2 separate regions of the Oryctolagus cuniculus genome follow, and region 2 is linked to region 1. The links are chromatin contacts, called in public Micro-C maps. All regions are on one chromosome and are shown on one strand. Each heading gives the region's core, a stretch centred on a gene start, on an enhancer-like site or on the middle of the called end of the contact. The rest is flanking DNA. Distances are from core to core; before and after follow the strand shown.

Evidence for each region. Hi-C and Micro-C count contacts between places; a contact is called where the count stands out from the background.
Region 2: a contact with region 1 is called in a Micro-C map of ear pinna, with 5 times the contacts expected there. The contact joins the promoter of CUX1 here to the enhancer-like site in region 1. A contact is called at or near these places in 3 of 6 Hi-C or Micro-C datasets (ear pinna, psoas muscle and an unstated tissue).

Annotation. Positions count from the first base shown.
Region 1 is chr19:43,640,911-43,647,625 of mOryCun1.1, forward strand. No RefSeq gene overlaps it. Among named protein-coding and RNA genes, the nearest start is that of CUX1, 44 kb to the right of the region's middle. Within about 2 kb of position 2,356, at least 1 of the 8 cell types and tissues checked has an H3K27ac peak or open chromatin away from gene starts, as enhancers often do. A contact at or near this core is called in ear pinna, where this site is marked.
Region 2 is chr19:43,686,422-43,692,999 of mOryCun1.1, forward strand. It overlaps CUX1 (cut like homeobox 1), which reads left to right and starts at 1,746. Exons shown (of 23, transcript XM_051837967.2): 1 at 1,746-1,953. The coding sequence starts at 1,891.

The DNA.
Region 1 (6,715 bases), core at 1,106-3,605:
GACAGCTGGCTGGGCTCAGTCCCTCAGCAGCCTCCTGGGGCTGGGCTGCCCAGACTCTGACCATGGAGGGAAAAGCTCTCCCGAGGAGAAGTAGGGATGCCCACAGTGAGACCGCCCGCCCTGTGCACCCCGGCCTCCGGTGAGCTGGAACCAAAACACAGGGCAACTGCTGGATGGAATCCTGACTCCTAGGGAGGGAGGAAAAGGCATGGGAGCCCCCTGTGGGGCTCTCCCGGGGCCAGGGCTGCGTTGCTGCCCCCTGCCCAGCCAGGCAGGAAGGAGAGAGACAGCTAGAGATGCTGAGAGCCTGGGGCCCACGCTGTGCAGACGTCCGTGGAGGGGACCACATGTGCCCAGGGCTGTGGGTAGCATGCACACAGCCAAGTCCAGGGAATGACAGGGGCACCGCTCTGTGTCAAAGCCTCCCATTCATTCCTTCAACAAACACGCTTGGAGCACCTCATGTGGATTCAGTGCAAAGACTTCTGACCGTGGAGTCACGGGCCTTGCTCTGCTCTGTGGCCTTGCTGGTTAGGTCTCTTGCCTCCACTTTCCCCATCTGTAAAATGGGACGCCCACCTCCCAGGCCAGGCCAGGGTGAGGATAAAGCGCATTAGTGCATGTTAATGGCATGTATTTCTGGCTTCACTTTCCCAATGAGATCTTTCTGAACTCTCCATCTCCTGATGGCCAAAGACTGGGTGGGACATACCTCCCCAGAGAGAAATCCTAGGTCTTGGTTAGCACCTGCTGCGCCCCTCTTGGGCACATGGGGTGCTGGGGGCACTGTCCCTGCGCCCGTCTTCTACATCTCCCTCCTTCCCACGGCCCCCTCTCCTCTCTGGGTTTGCAAAGCCAGAGACCCCAGGCCCAGCTCTGGAGGGGTGCTGGGAACTTGGGGTCACCTTCATAGTACCCGGAGGGACAGGAGGATGAGGAGACTGGACCACAGGCTGACCACTCCCAGAAACTTCTCGGGGCAGGGGGGTGGTGGGCGTCGCAGCGAAGGGGCATTAGGAGGGAGGGGCCTATGGATGACACAGAAGTGAGAATGGATGGAACTGCCCCTGAGAAAGAGGGTGGTGGTCATCCGTCCCCCGAGAAGGGACAGCCCCTCATGCTTGCAGGCAGGGCTCTTATTAAACCAACTGTCCAGGAGCTGGCACGAGCCTCAGAAAGTCAAGCTGCCGCCTGTAGTGCCAGCATCCCACAGGGGCGCCGGTTCGAGTCCTGGCTGCTCCACTTCCCATCCAGCTCTCTGCTAATGGCCCCTGCACCCACCTGGGAGACCTGGACTAAGCTCCTGCGTCCTGGCTTTCGCCTGGCCCAGCCCTGGCCATTGCAGCCATTTGGGAAGACCTCTCTCTCTCTCTCTCTCCATAACTCTTCCTTTCAAATAAATAAATCTTTATTAAAAACAGCAACTGAAAATTGGGAATGATTTGGGCTCTCAGGATACCAAGCCTCACCTGCAGGACACAACTGGCCATGGAAGACAGAGGGCTGGGGGCGCCAGGACGGAGGTGGGCAGCCTAGGGGACACGGAGGGGGCCCCATGGGCCCGGCGCTGACCCCGGCAAGACCGCACGCAGGACAGCAAGTGACTAGAAGGGAGGCCCAGGACGTCCCCACTGGAATGCCCTGGCTGCACGCACCGGGAGGCAGCGGCGGCTCCTACAGGCGTGCTCCGCGCGCGCCAGCCAGGGGGCGCCCTTCCCCGCCGCCCGGGCCCGGCCGCCAGCGCCGCACGGGGTCTCCCCGGAAAGCGGCTGCGAGCGAGCCCCGGAGGCGCGCCCCCGCCGCCGCCGGCCCGCCGCGCGCTCCCCCAGGTGCAGGGCGCGCAAATGCGCTCCAGCTGTGCTCGGCTACCGCGGCGCGGGCGGCGGCGCGCGTCCCCGGCGTGATCCAGCCCGCGTTTTCCGGCCCGCCCGCCAACTTTTTCAAGCTGTAGTTATTTGATAATGATTTTTTTTTTTAACCTCTCCCGATAATTGTTATCCTCTCCGCCCGGTGCAGTTCAGGTTAGGAGCGCGGACGGCCGACGCCGCCTTCTCCCGGTGCGGCTCCAGCCGGCCTCAGGGGACCAGCCTCTGCCCAGCCGGGGGTGAGAGTCCCGGGACGGGCCGGGGCGACCCCTGACGCCCCCCCCCAACCAGGCCTCCGCCCCACCCCCACCGCCCGCTCGCCGGTGGGGGTGTCTGGAGGGTGGCGGAACAGAGAGCGCGTGCTGGGCTCCGAGTGCAACGCTGCAAGCATTTATTGGGCACCTACTGTATTCCCAGGCCCTGGAAAAGAGCCGCTGACCTCCGTACTCCACCGTTCAGGGCAGAGGGGCCATGACCCCTTACCTGGCCCTGTGAGAGAGGCTGCCCCCTCCCCCGCCGCAGGACCTCCACCGCTTCCTTTGGCCTCTGCCAGGGGGGTCACCCCCAGCCGGGGTGAAGGCTGCTCAGTGCCCCACTTCGCCCCTTCTGAGAAGCGGGGCTCCGAACATGGGGGCTCACAGGTGGGAGTGAATAGGGCCCAAGCAGGTGTCGGGCAGACAAGCCCCAGAGGGGGGCGCTGAATCCCACTCAGGGTTCCCCCATCTCCCAGCCAGGCACAGGTGGGGGCTGGCTGGGAAGCAGCCCAGGTGGCTCCTGCCTCCCCAGCAGGGGTCACATCTGGTTCTTTTTTTTTTTTTAATGTTTATTATTTTCAGCTTTTTGAAAGGCAGAGCAACAGAGAGAGCGCGGCTACTCCTTGGTCCTCAGCCTCAGTAGTTGGAGGGGGGCCCATTGCTGGGGGCAGCAAGCCCCCCTCGGCCCCCACCGCACCCCAACTTCTCAGGGCACAGCCCCTCCTCGCCCGCGTCCAGTGGCCAGGCTCAGGGGCACGCTGCGCGCTCCCGGCCACGGCAGGCACCAGCTCGGTGAACCCCAGCTGAGCTCCAGGTTGGAGGTCGCAGGTTTTCTGGAGGGGTGTGGGACCCCTCCCCCTCCCTCAGGGCTCCTCCTTCTTCTGCCCCTAAGGATGCTGGCAACTGCACGCTGCCCTGTTCTAGGGGAGGCCACAGAGACCCTGCCATCCCTCTTTTCCTGTCTCCCTGGGTCTACTTGGGCACAGCGCCTCCGCCAGCCACCTGCAGGCACCCGGAGCCCCACCACTGCGCTAACAGGCCCTGCGTTTGCTCAGCTCCTCCAAGGAAAGCCGACACATAGTCTCCCTCTCCCTCACCCCCTCCCCCTCCCCCTCCTCCTTTTCTCCCAGCACCTCCACTTACCCGCGGACAGCTCACCCTGAGTCACTGCCTATGCCACCCGCAGAATCAAAACCGAGAAGAGATCAAAAGTTTTCGTTGGTGTAGTTACCCAAAGTTTTCCAATCAGAAAATCTAGAAAGAAGCTGTTTTGCTTCCGACAAACGTCTAAGCTCCATGCTTTAGAGTTTAGTATTCTTTTTCAATACTTAAAAAATCTATTTGAGGCCGGCGCCGCAGCTCAATAGGCTAATCCTCCGCCTTGCAGCGCTGGCACACCAGGTTCTAGTCCCGGTTGGGGCACCGGATTCTGTCCCGGTTGCCCCTCTTCCAGGCTAGCTCTCTGCTATGGCCAGGGAGTGCAGTGGAGGATGGCCCAAGTGCTTGGGCCCTGCACCCCATGGGAGACCAGGAGAAGCACCTGGCTCCTGGCTTCGGATCAGCGCGGTGCGCAGGCTGCAGCGCGCTGGCCGCGGCGGCCATTGGAGGGTGAACCAACAGCAAAAGGAAGACCTTTCTCTCTGTCTCTCTCTCTCACTGTCCACTCTGCCTGTAAAAAAAAAAAAATCTATTTGAGGGGCCAGCACTGTGGCATAGCGGGTAAAGCCACAGCCTGCAGTGCCGGAATCCCATATGGGTGCTGGTTCAAGTCCCGGTTGCTCCACTTTTGATCCAGCTCTCTACTATGGCCTGGGAAAGCAGTGGAAGATGGCCCAAGCCCTTGGGCCCCTGCACCCATGTGGGAGACCCGGAAGAAGCTCCTGTCTCCTGGCTTCAGATCAGCCCAGCTCTGGCCATTGTGACCATCTGGGAGTGGACCAGTGGATGGAAGAGCTCTCTCTCTCTCTCTCTCTCTCTCTCTCTCTCTCTCTCAGCCTCTCTGTAACTCTGCCTTTCAAATAAAATAAAATAAACTTTAAAAAAGAAGAAGGAGGAGGAGGAGGAAGCCAGAGGGGCCGATGCTGTGGTGTAGCGGGCTAAGCATCTACCTGAAGAGCCGGCATCCCCTATGGGTGCCAGTTCTAGTCCCGGCTGCTCCACTTCCAATCCAGCTCTCTGCTATGGCCTGGGAAAGCAGTAGAAGATGGCCCAAGTCCTTGGGCCCCTGCACCCATGTGGGAGACCCAGAGGAAGCTCCTGGCTCCTGGCTTTGGATCAGCGAAGCTCCGGCCATTGTGGCCATTTGGGGAGTGAACCAGCGATGGAAGACATTCTCTCTGTCTCTACCTCTCAAATAAATAAATAAAACTTTAAAGATCGGTAGGGCCGGCGCCGCAGCTCACTAGGCTAATCCTCCACCTTGCGGCGCCGGCACACCAGGTTCTAGTCCTGGTCGGGGCGCCGGATTCTGTCCCGGTTGCCCCTCTTCCAGGCCAGCTCTCTGCTGTGGCCAGGGAGTGCAGTGGAGGATGGCCCAAGTGCTTGGGCCCTGCACCCCATGGGAGACCAGGAGAAGCACCTGGCTCCTGCCTTCGGATCAGCGCGGTGCACCGGCTGCAGCGTCCATTGGGGGGGTGAACCAACGGCAAAGGAAGACCTTTCTGTCTCTCTCTCTCTCACTGTCCACTCTGCCTGTCAAAAAAAAAAAAAAAAAAAAAAAAAATCGGTAGCCAGAATCAGAAGTGGAGTCAGGACTGGAACCTGGCTCAGTGATACAGGAGTTAGGTGGTCTTAGCCACTGAGCAAATGCTGGCCCCTTTTCCTTTCAATTCTTCGTGGTGGGTGGATCATATGATCTGCTCAGTGTAGGCCCAGATCATGACTGCCTCCTCCAGGAAGCCTTCTGGCCCTGCGGACTGAGTCAGGTCCTCTGTCCACTCACACCCCCTGGGCTCCCCCACCGCTGCCGCCTCCCCCCATCCCCACAAACAGTGTTGGGATGACCTTGTCCATCCCTCCCTGGCCCATGGGTGAGCGCCCCCAGCTCCTCCAGCCTCTGCCCTGCATCTCTGCAGCTTGTTCAAAAGCTGCCGCCCTCCCCCTGCCGGCGGTGGGACCCTCCTCGGAGCCTTGGAGAAAATCCCTCTTTTCCTGTCTCCCTGGGTCCCGCAGGAGGGGGCTCCCGCAGGCGCCTCCCGGCCCTGGCCAGTGTGGAGGAGGGGTCGGGAGGCAGGGCAGGGGGCCCCCTGTCTGCGCACAGGCAGGATTTATCTGGGCGTGGGGAGGTCCGGGAACGCGGAGCCCTAGATCATCATTAGTTCCATCAAAGAGGTGCCTCTGATCCGAGGCGCAAGATGCATGGCGTTCAAATTGGAAACAGCCTGGCGGGGCCCGGGAGCGGGAGCCGGGCTGCGGAGGCTGGGGCGGCCCCGGGGGGAGCCCGGGACACTGCAGGGGTCCCACAGACGGTCACAGGAAGAGGAGGCGGAGGAGGCGGAGGGAAGAACAAACACTACACTGGGGCTCCGGGGAAGACAGCCAAATCTGCGGCCAAAGCCGCCCCCTTCCCAGGAGGCTGGTGCAGGGGAGAGAGGGCGGCTCGCCCCTCCCACCACCTCCTCACCCCGCCCCCGCCCCCGCCCCCGCCCCCGCAGCAACCCCTGGGAGACCCCAAAGCCTTGCAGATGGGCGGGGGGGGGGGGGGCTGAGGCTGGGAGGGGGACCTGACATCTCAGGGTCACCCCAGGGCACTCAGCAGAGCCAGAGGTGCCACCCCACTGCCTGGGTGTCCAGGGGTTCCAGGAGCCAGAGATGCTAGGGTTCACTGTCCTCCTGTGGCTGTGTCTGGCCCGAGATGCTCAGCTGAGACCGCAGGTGTAAGGCAGAATGGCGCAGGCATCGTGGCGCGCGCAGCCCGTGACCCCTGCTTCTCATTGTGAGGGACCTGATTGGAGTCCCGGCTGCTCTGCAGCCGCCCCCCCCCCCCCGCCCCCGCAGCTGCCTGCATCGCGTCCCGGGAGGCAGTGGTGATGGCCTGCTTCCTTGGACCCCTGCCGCCCACGGGGGAGACCCAGAGGGCGTCTGGGCTCCTGGCTTCAGCCTGGCTGTTATGGGCATCTGGGGAGTGAACCAGCTGATGGGAGGACTCTCGCTTCCTCTCTCTCTCTCTTTCTGTCTGCCTAACAAAAAAAAATATATTTTTTTTATTGAAAGTCAGAGTTACAGAGAGAAGAGGAGGTACAGAGAGAGAAAGAGGGATCCTCCATCCACTGATTCAGATATCCACAGCAGCCAGGGCTGGGCCAGGCCAAAGTCTAGAGCCCAGAACTCCATCCGGGTCTCCCGTGTGAGTGGCAGGGGCCCAAGCACTTGAGCCCTCCCCTGCTGCCTCCCAGGGTGTGCATCAGCAGGCAGCTGGATTGGAAGCAGAGGAGCCGGGAGGTGGACCCAGGCACTCTGCTGGGGTACATAGGGGTCCCAGGCAGCGACTTCACCGCCGGGCCACCACATCTACCCCCTACCTTGCTCCGGTTTCCATGTGTCCCCTGGAAGTGTAGCCCCCAGATTCCTAGGTAGATGGTGTCTGGGAAAGGATTA
Region 2 (6,578 bases), core at 496-2,995, 45 kb after region 1:
ACCAAATCCAAACCATTCCCCTGATTCTTCCCCACGGGAGGGAATTTTTTTTTCTTTTCTTTTTTTTTTTTTTTTCTTTCTTTTTTTAAAGCTCCTGCACATTTTGTCTAAGCACCTTCCGGGTAATTCCTAAGGGCTCGCCTGCCTGCCACCGCACGCATGCGAGCAGCTAGCAAACTGCCCCCAAGCGTGGGCTGGCGAGGCCAAGAAGCGGGATTGGAAGGCGTGGGGGCTCCGCCGCCGCTTCCCGCAGGGAGCCCGGCTCCGGGACAGGGCGTGGCCAGCGCGGGGCCTGGGGCGCGCGGGTGGCACGTGCGCCCGCGACCCGAGGACCCGAGTAGCCGGGGCGCCGCTGCCCTCTGCTGGGCGGCGCGGTCGGAGCTGCAGCGCGGCGGCCGGAGCCCCGCACCCAAGCGGCCCGCGGCCCCCGCACGCAGCGCGCAGAGTCTGGGGCTCCCACGCGCTCCCACCCACCTGCTCCCTGCGCCTGCTTGGAGTCAGGGGTGCTGGGAGTGGGGTCGAGGGGTGCGGGCGCAGAGTGAACCCCGCCCCCTCCGGAGCTCAGGGGCCTCCCCTGGAAGAAGCCCGCCGAGGCGAGATCTGGGGACGCGGCTGTTCCCCGCACGCTCCACGCATGGACGCTAAAACCCTCGATACTCGCCCGAAAAGCAGTTAGAGTTCCCACTTCCATGTTTTATTTTTGCATCGGGTGCAGAGTTTATTTACATATAATTTTCAAGATTAAGGAATTTGGGGATTTGTTTTAACTAATTACACGTTAAATGAAGTGCGGGAGAATTACACGTGTGTGTAATCAATTAAACACGACGATCGCAAAACGTGGGCTTTTTTTTTTTTTATTGGCCAGGTTTCTGGGAAGAAGGAAATCAAAAGGGAATTGGTTTTTTTTTTTTTTGGGGGGGGGAGGCTTAAACGCTGGGGTTTCTGTAAACTTGGGAGCACGCTTTCTGGGGCCAGGGAGCGAGCCCACACTTTCCCAGTCGGTGCGCGCACCGGAGCACAACCGGAGATAGAGTTTCTGGGGCTGCCCCGCCGCAGCGGTGCGGGGACCCTCGAGACCGCGAGCCTTGCCAAGACTTTTCCTGTCTTGGCCTAAACGGGAGCCGCGACCGCCGGGCTGGGGGGCGCAGGGACCCCCTGCAGCCCCGCCGCTGTCTCCCGGGGCGACGCCGCGACCGCGCGGCCCGGGTGCGGGGCACCAACGCGGGCAGCGACCAAGTAGGGGGACAAGGGCCGGTTCTCCCCGCAACCCCAATGCCCCAAGACTTAAAAATTTCCCGTCGCCTTAGCGGCGGAGTCCCCGCCGGGACGCCCGCGGCGAGCGCGCCCCTCGCACAGGGGCCCGGGCAGGTGGTCGCGGCGGCTCCGCGCGCTGCGGCCGGCGGGCCCCAAGTTGAGGGGGAGGGGGGGTCCCTGCGGCCGCCGCACCCCCGCGACCCCCGGCGCGCCTCAGGTGAGCGGGGCCCGGCGTCGCGCGGCCGCCCTCCAGCGCCCCCTCGGGGCCGGGTTCGCGCCCGCCCTCGCCGCCGCCGCCGCCGCCGCGGCCGGGGCTGGGGGCCCGGGAGGGGCGGGGGTCGCGGGCCGGGCACCCGCCCGCCGCGGGGGAGGGGGCGGGGGCCGCGCGCGCCGGGCCGACTGGCGGCCGCCGCGCCCTCGGGCTGCGACTCCGGCTCCGGCTCGGGCTCGCCATGGCTGCGGCGGCGGCGGCGGCGGCGGCGGCGCCGTGAGGAGGAGTCCGCGTCCTCCGTGGCGGCGGCGGCGGCCGGCTCCAGGCCGGGTTTTGGCGCCGCCCGCTTGCTGCCTCCTGGCGGCTCCTGAACTCCAGCCCCCTCTCTATCAGCCTCTCACTCCGTCTCAATATGTCTCAAGATGGCGGCCAATGTGGGATCGATGTTTCAATATTGGAAGCGCTTTGATTTACAGCAGCTGCAGGTCAGGCTTCTCCTCGCTCGGCCTCTCGCCCGGGGGTGGGGGCTGCGGGCGGTCGCGGCCTCCCCCGGGGTCCCCGGGCTGCCCGGCCGCCGGGGGGCCGCGGCGGCGGGGAGGAGGGGGGTGCCGGGGAGAGCGGGGCCGAGTCGGGGACAAGTCCCTCTCGCTCCCCGGCCCCCATTGATAACTCGCTTGATCAGAAATTGATCCTCTTTGTTCAATTCATCGATCAGCCCAAGATGGCGCCGGGAGCCGCCGCCGCCACCGCTGCCCCCGGTGTCTGCCCCCACCCGGGGCGCCCCCCCGGGCCCTGCGCGGCCGCCGCCAGCGCCACCGCCGCCGCCGCGGGACCGGGGAGGGGGCGGCCCCGGCGGCCTGCGGGGCGCGCGCGCGCGAGCGGGGCGCGGGCGGCGGGCGGCGGGCGCCGGGAGGGGGCTGCGGCCCGGCGGCGGCGGCGGCGGCGGCGGCGGCGCCCGCCCGCGCCCCGCGCCCCCGGCCCCGCCGTATTCCCGGGGAAAGTTTGCGGGGAGTTGCTGTGGGGGGTGAAGCGCCTGCCTCTCCAGGAGGAGCCGCCGCCGCCACTGCCGCCGGCGCGGCGGAGCTGGGGCTGGTGGCGCTGTGGTGCCGCCGGCTCGGGGGAGGGTCAGAGCGGCCACCGGCGGCGGCGGCGGCGGCGCGGCCCGGCTCCGGCCAGGCGGGCGGGCGGGCGCCCGCGCTCCCTGCCCCGGCCGGCCGGCCCGGGGGCCCGGCCGCCGCTCCCGGCTGTCAGCGGCCCCTGCCGCACCCCCGCGCCCGGCGTGGCTGGCCGCACGGACCCCGGGGTTTGTTTACGTCCGGGGGAGCACCCGGGGGCCACCCGCGGATCCCTCGGTCCGCCCGGCTCTTTTGTGTGCCTGCGCGAGTGGCGCGGACCTGCCCCTGCGCGACCAGGGGACCCCCGCGGGGGCGCTTCGGGGAAACTTGGCGCGGGGCAGCAGGGGCTTCCCGCACGCTGTGCGGCGGGGTCGCGGCGTCCGGGACCGCCCGGCGGGCGCGGGTGCCGGCGCGAGGAGCGGGGCTGCAACTTTCCCAGAGCGCAGGCCCCGCGCTGCGCCCCGGCGCGCCGGGTGCCGGGCGAGGGGCGCTTCCTCCCGGCCGCGGGTCCGGGTGGCGCTCACCGCCTGCCAGCCGGCTCCAACGGCCCTAGTGACCTCGGGGGTCCTGCCCTGTCCTGCAGGCGCAATGGAGCGCGTGGTGGGGCCGTTCCGTGGTGCCTCTTCGGCTCCGGTTCTCCAAAGCGAAGCCCCGGGGCCCCCGCTGGACTGTGGCGTGCCGGCTGGGGATGCGGGCGCTGAGCCCCAGGCGCCGCGCGAGGATTGTCCCCCGGCTTCGCCGCCGCCGCCGTGCCCGGGGGGCGCGTTCCTGCCTGTCACCCCCCAGCCAGAGGAGCGGCGCGCCCTCGGGGTTGGCCCCCCGAGTGCCAGCTCCGCGCCGGCCGTGCCTGGACTGCCCCGGGACTCTGCCGGGTGGATGTTGTGCGTAGCCGGAGCCAAGTTGAAGGTGAGCGGCGCGGGGGCCAGCGCCGAGGGCGGGGGTGGGGAAGGCGGGGGTCCCGCAGTGTCCCTGGGAGAGGGCTCCTGCGCGCCGCTGGGAGACAGACGTGCGTAAACTTGGCTGAACTTGGCTGGTGGCGGTGACCTTTGGGAGTAAAGCAGAGGCAGGCTCGCGTGGAGCGGAGCGGATTGACACGCACACGCGGAGGCCGGCAACTTTAATTGTTGGCGCCTGCTCCAGCCCCCGTGTCCACGTAAGAACGATAAGGCAGGCTCGTGGTCGTTGTGAAATTTCCTGGGATTTCTCGCTTAACGAGCAAGAAGACTATGTGAAATATGCATTTCCGATAAGACTGAAACTTAAAGGAGTCTGAGTATTTATTGAGTAAAATGGATTACTCCAAAGTGTCTATTGTGTAAATTAGATTCCGGACTGTAAAGAACACAGCTGAATGGCATTTTTGATAAATTGGTCTACCCTGTTTTAGTAAAAATAGCTCCCTTTTACCATAATTTAATTCCTGTGCTCACTGTAAAACCCGTTGTGGAGTTTTTAAGAGACAAACCTTGATTTTTTTTTTCTTTCTGCCCTCTGTGTCCCAAAATGTGACATCCTGGCTTCGTATCAATGAAGTTTTCTTTTTTAAGCGTCCTAGCAAGAAAGGCCTGGGAATTGGCTCGGTTTGCGGGGAGTTAACAGGTTTTTTCACAAACTCTGTAACACCCCACCGGGGTCTGCCTCTTCTTCAGGGAACCCTGAACTGTGGCTCTCAGATTTGATTCAAAGTTTCCCTGGGCATCTTATTTCAATGAACTTTATGTTGAGCTTGCAAAATAAATAAATAAATAAATAAATAAATAAGAAAAAACTCAGACAACACCCCCGAAGCAAAACGCGTTTATCCGAGCATCATTCTCCTCCTGGTCTGGCCTCCAGTGGTTTCTTGGGGCCGCTGCGTGGCGTGTTTGGAAACTTGAGTTGGGTGTGGAACGCCGGAGTTCAGGTTGAAGGCCGGTCGGGGCCCCCGGGAGGCCTTCCGGGTTGGTGTCTAGTTCAGTGTCCCCTCTGTTCCCCGCAGGCGGGCTGCCGTTTGAGTGAGAAGTCCTTAGTTTTCAGCTCTTCTCATTTTTCCAGCCCTCCTCGTGCTGGGATCGGGTTGCCCGCAGAGCCCCGCGTGGGCTGGGAAGAGGCTGAGTCTCGGCTCGACGGAGCCAGGTGAGAGAGCCAGCCCGGCGGCAACCTGGGGCTGCTGCGCCCGGGGTTTCTCTCCTGCTCCGCCCGCCGGTGCTGAGGCTGCTGCCGTCGGGGCGCCGGGTGCCCAGTTTCGTTCCCCTTTGCGTCCCGGTGGTCTGCGGTGTGGAAGCTGCAGCTGTGTGGCCTTGCCAGGACAAGTTGGACAAGTTTTTATCCTACCCCAGACGCGTGTACAGAACCAGGCTTCACCTACACCCCCCCCCCCAACTTTAAATAAGAACAACACCACTGTAGAAATTTAAACAAGCCCATGTTATTCTGCTCGTTGGTGAGACTTTGGACTCCTGGGGACGGGGCCTGCCCCCGCCTGGCTTCCTGCCCTAGCGTTATTTCTAGGAGAGGCGGTGGGGGGCGGAGGGGCACTTTCCCCTTGAAAGAGCCCCTGCAAAAGTGAACCTCAAAACCGGCGGCGGCTGGCTTCTTTGGCTTACTCCCACCCGGGGAGTGTGTGTGCTCGGCCGTCCGTTGTAATGAAAATATCCCATGTAGTACAAAATGAGTAAGCAAACTGGGCTGCCGCCTGCTCCCCTCTTTTCTTCTTCTTTAGTTATTCAATGTCAATGTCTTTGAGACTGGTGGTGGGAGGGGGTCCTTGTCAGTTGATTTTTTTGTTTTGTTTTGCCTGTGTGAAACTAGACCTCTTTAATGATGCAGGCAGTAGAAGGGGTGTTGAGTTAGTGCCACAGCTCCTAATGCAGTTGGCTCCCGGAGACCCCTGGCCTGTGTCTCCTGTTCTGTGTACGGTGGTCTGTCAGTTGTTAGCCAGCATGAGAAAGTTGGAAAGGGGGCAACCAGCCCAGTGCCCGCAGACATTACGGTCATTCTGATCCACCCAGCTAACCTTGCGAATGCTGGTGGCTGACCCCGCCGAGCCCCAGACCTGCCCCAGACCCTCCCGGTGTCCGTCTGGTGCGAGCCACAGACACGGTGCTTTGTGCTCTGTCCTCTGCCCCCCCCCCGGGGGGGGGGGCGCCAGTAGCAGTGAGCCATCAGAACTGTTTCCCAGGCCGTCCAGAGGTTCTACCTCCTGGAAGGGAAAAGGAGGTTAGGGTTAGGAAAACCCAGACTGTTCCAGCTCGTTGGTAAAGCCAAGGAAACCCGCCGTGCAGAGAAGGAAGGATGAGCGTGTTGGTGGAGAACAGGCACATGGTTTTTTAAAGGCGAAATTCATTGTATGAAGAAATCCTAGCGAGGGAGGCTAACTTCCTGCCCGGGCTGCGGCTCCCACGTGCGGCTCGCGTCAGTGTCGCATACTTACCAGGCAGGTGTATCTGACCGACGTTAGGAACGCCAGTTAGACGTTCCGGTGGAAGTCACGCTAACGTGCCGGACGTCGGGCCTTGTGGGGCTCGCCTAAACCCGATCTCGAATCACTTCCCGTCTCGCTGTCTGAAATGCTGCTCTCCCTCTGCACAGTCTGATTTCTATTAGTCCTTGTCAACAACAGACAGTTGCCTATCCAGACCTTCTGTTTTGTCTGAAGCTCTTCGTTATCAGAGAGTGAGTGAGTGAGTTTTGGTTTCAGCTGAAATTTCTCTGCCTCTGATTGTTTAAACCAGACCCTTAATCTTATTTTAACATATTTAAAATGTTCAAAAAACCCGGAAGAATTGTTTTGTATAAGTAGCAAGTGGATGTAGTTTAAACACTCAAGCAATTCTGGTATCTAATTGGAAACAGGTGGAATTCTTGGAATCCTGCGTCGAGCCTTACCACAGCGAAGCCCGGCGTGGCCGCTGGGCTCTGCACAGCTGTTTGCCCAGGGGCCCCAGGCCTCTCGGTGTGCCCGCCCCTGTTTACCTGGACGTGCCAGCCGTGCCTGCGAATGCCTCGGCACAGGG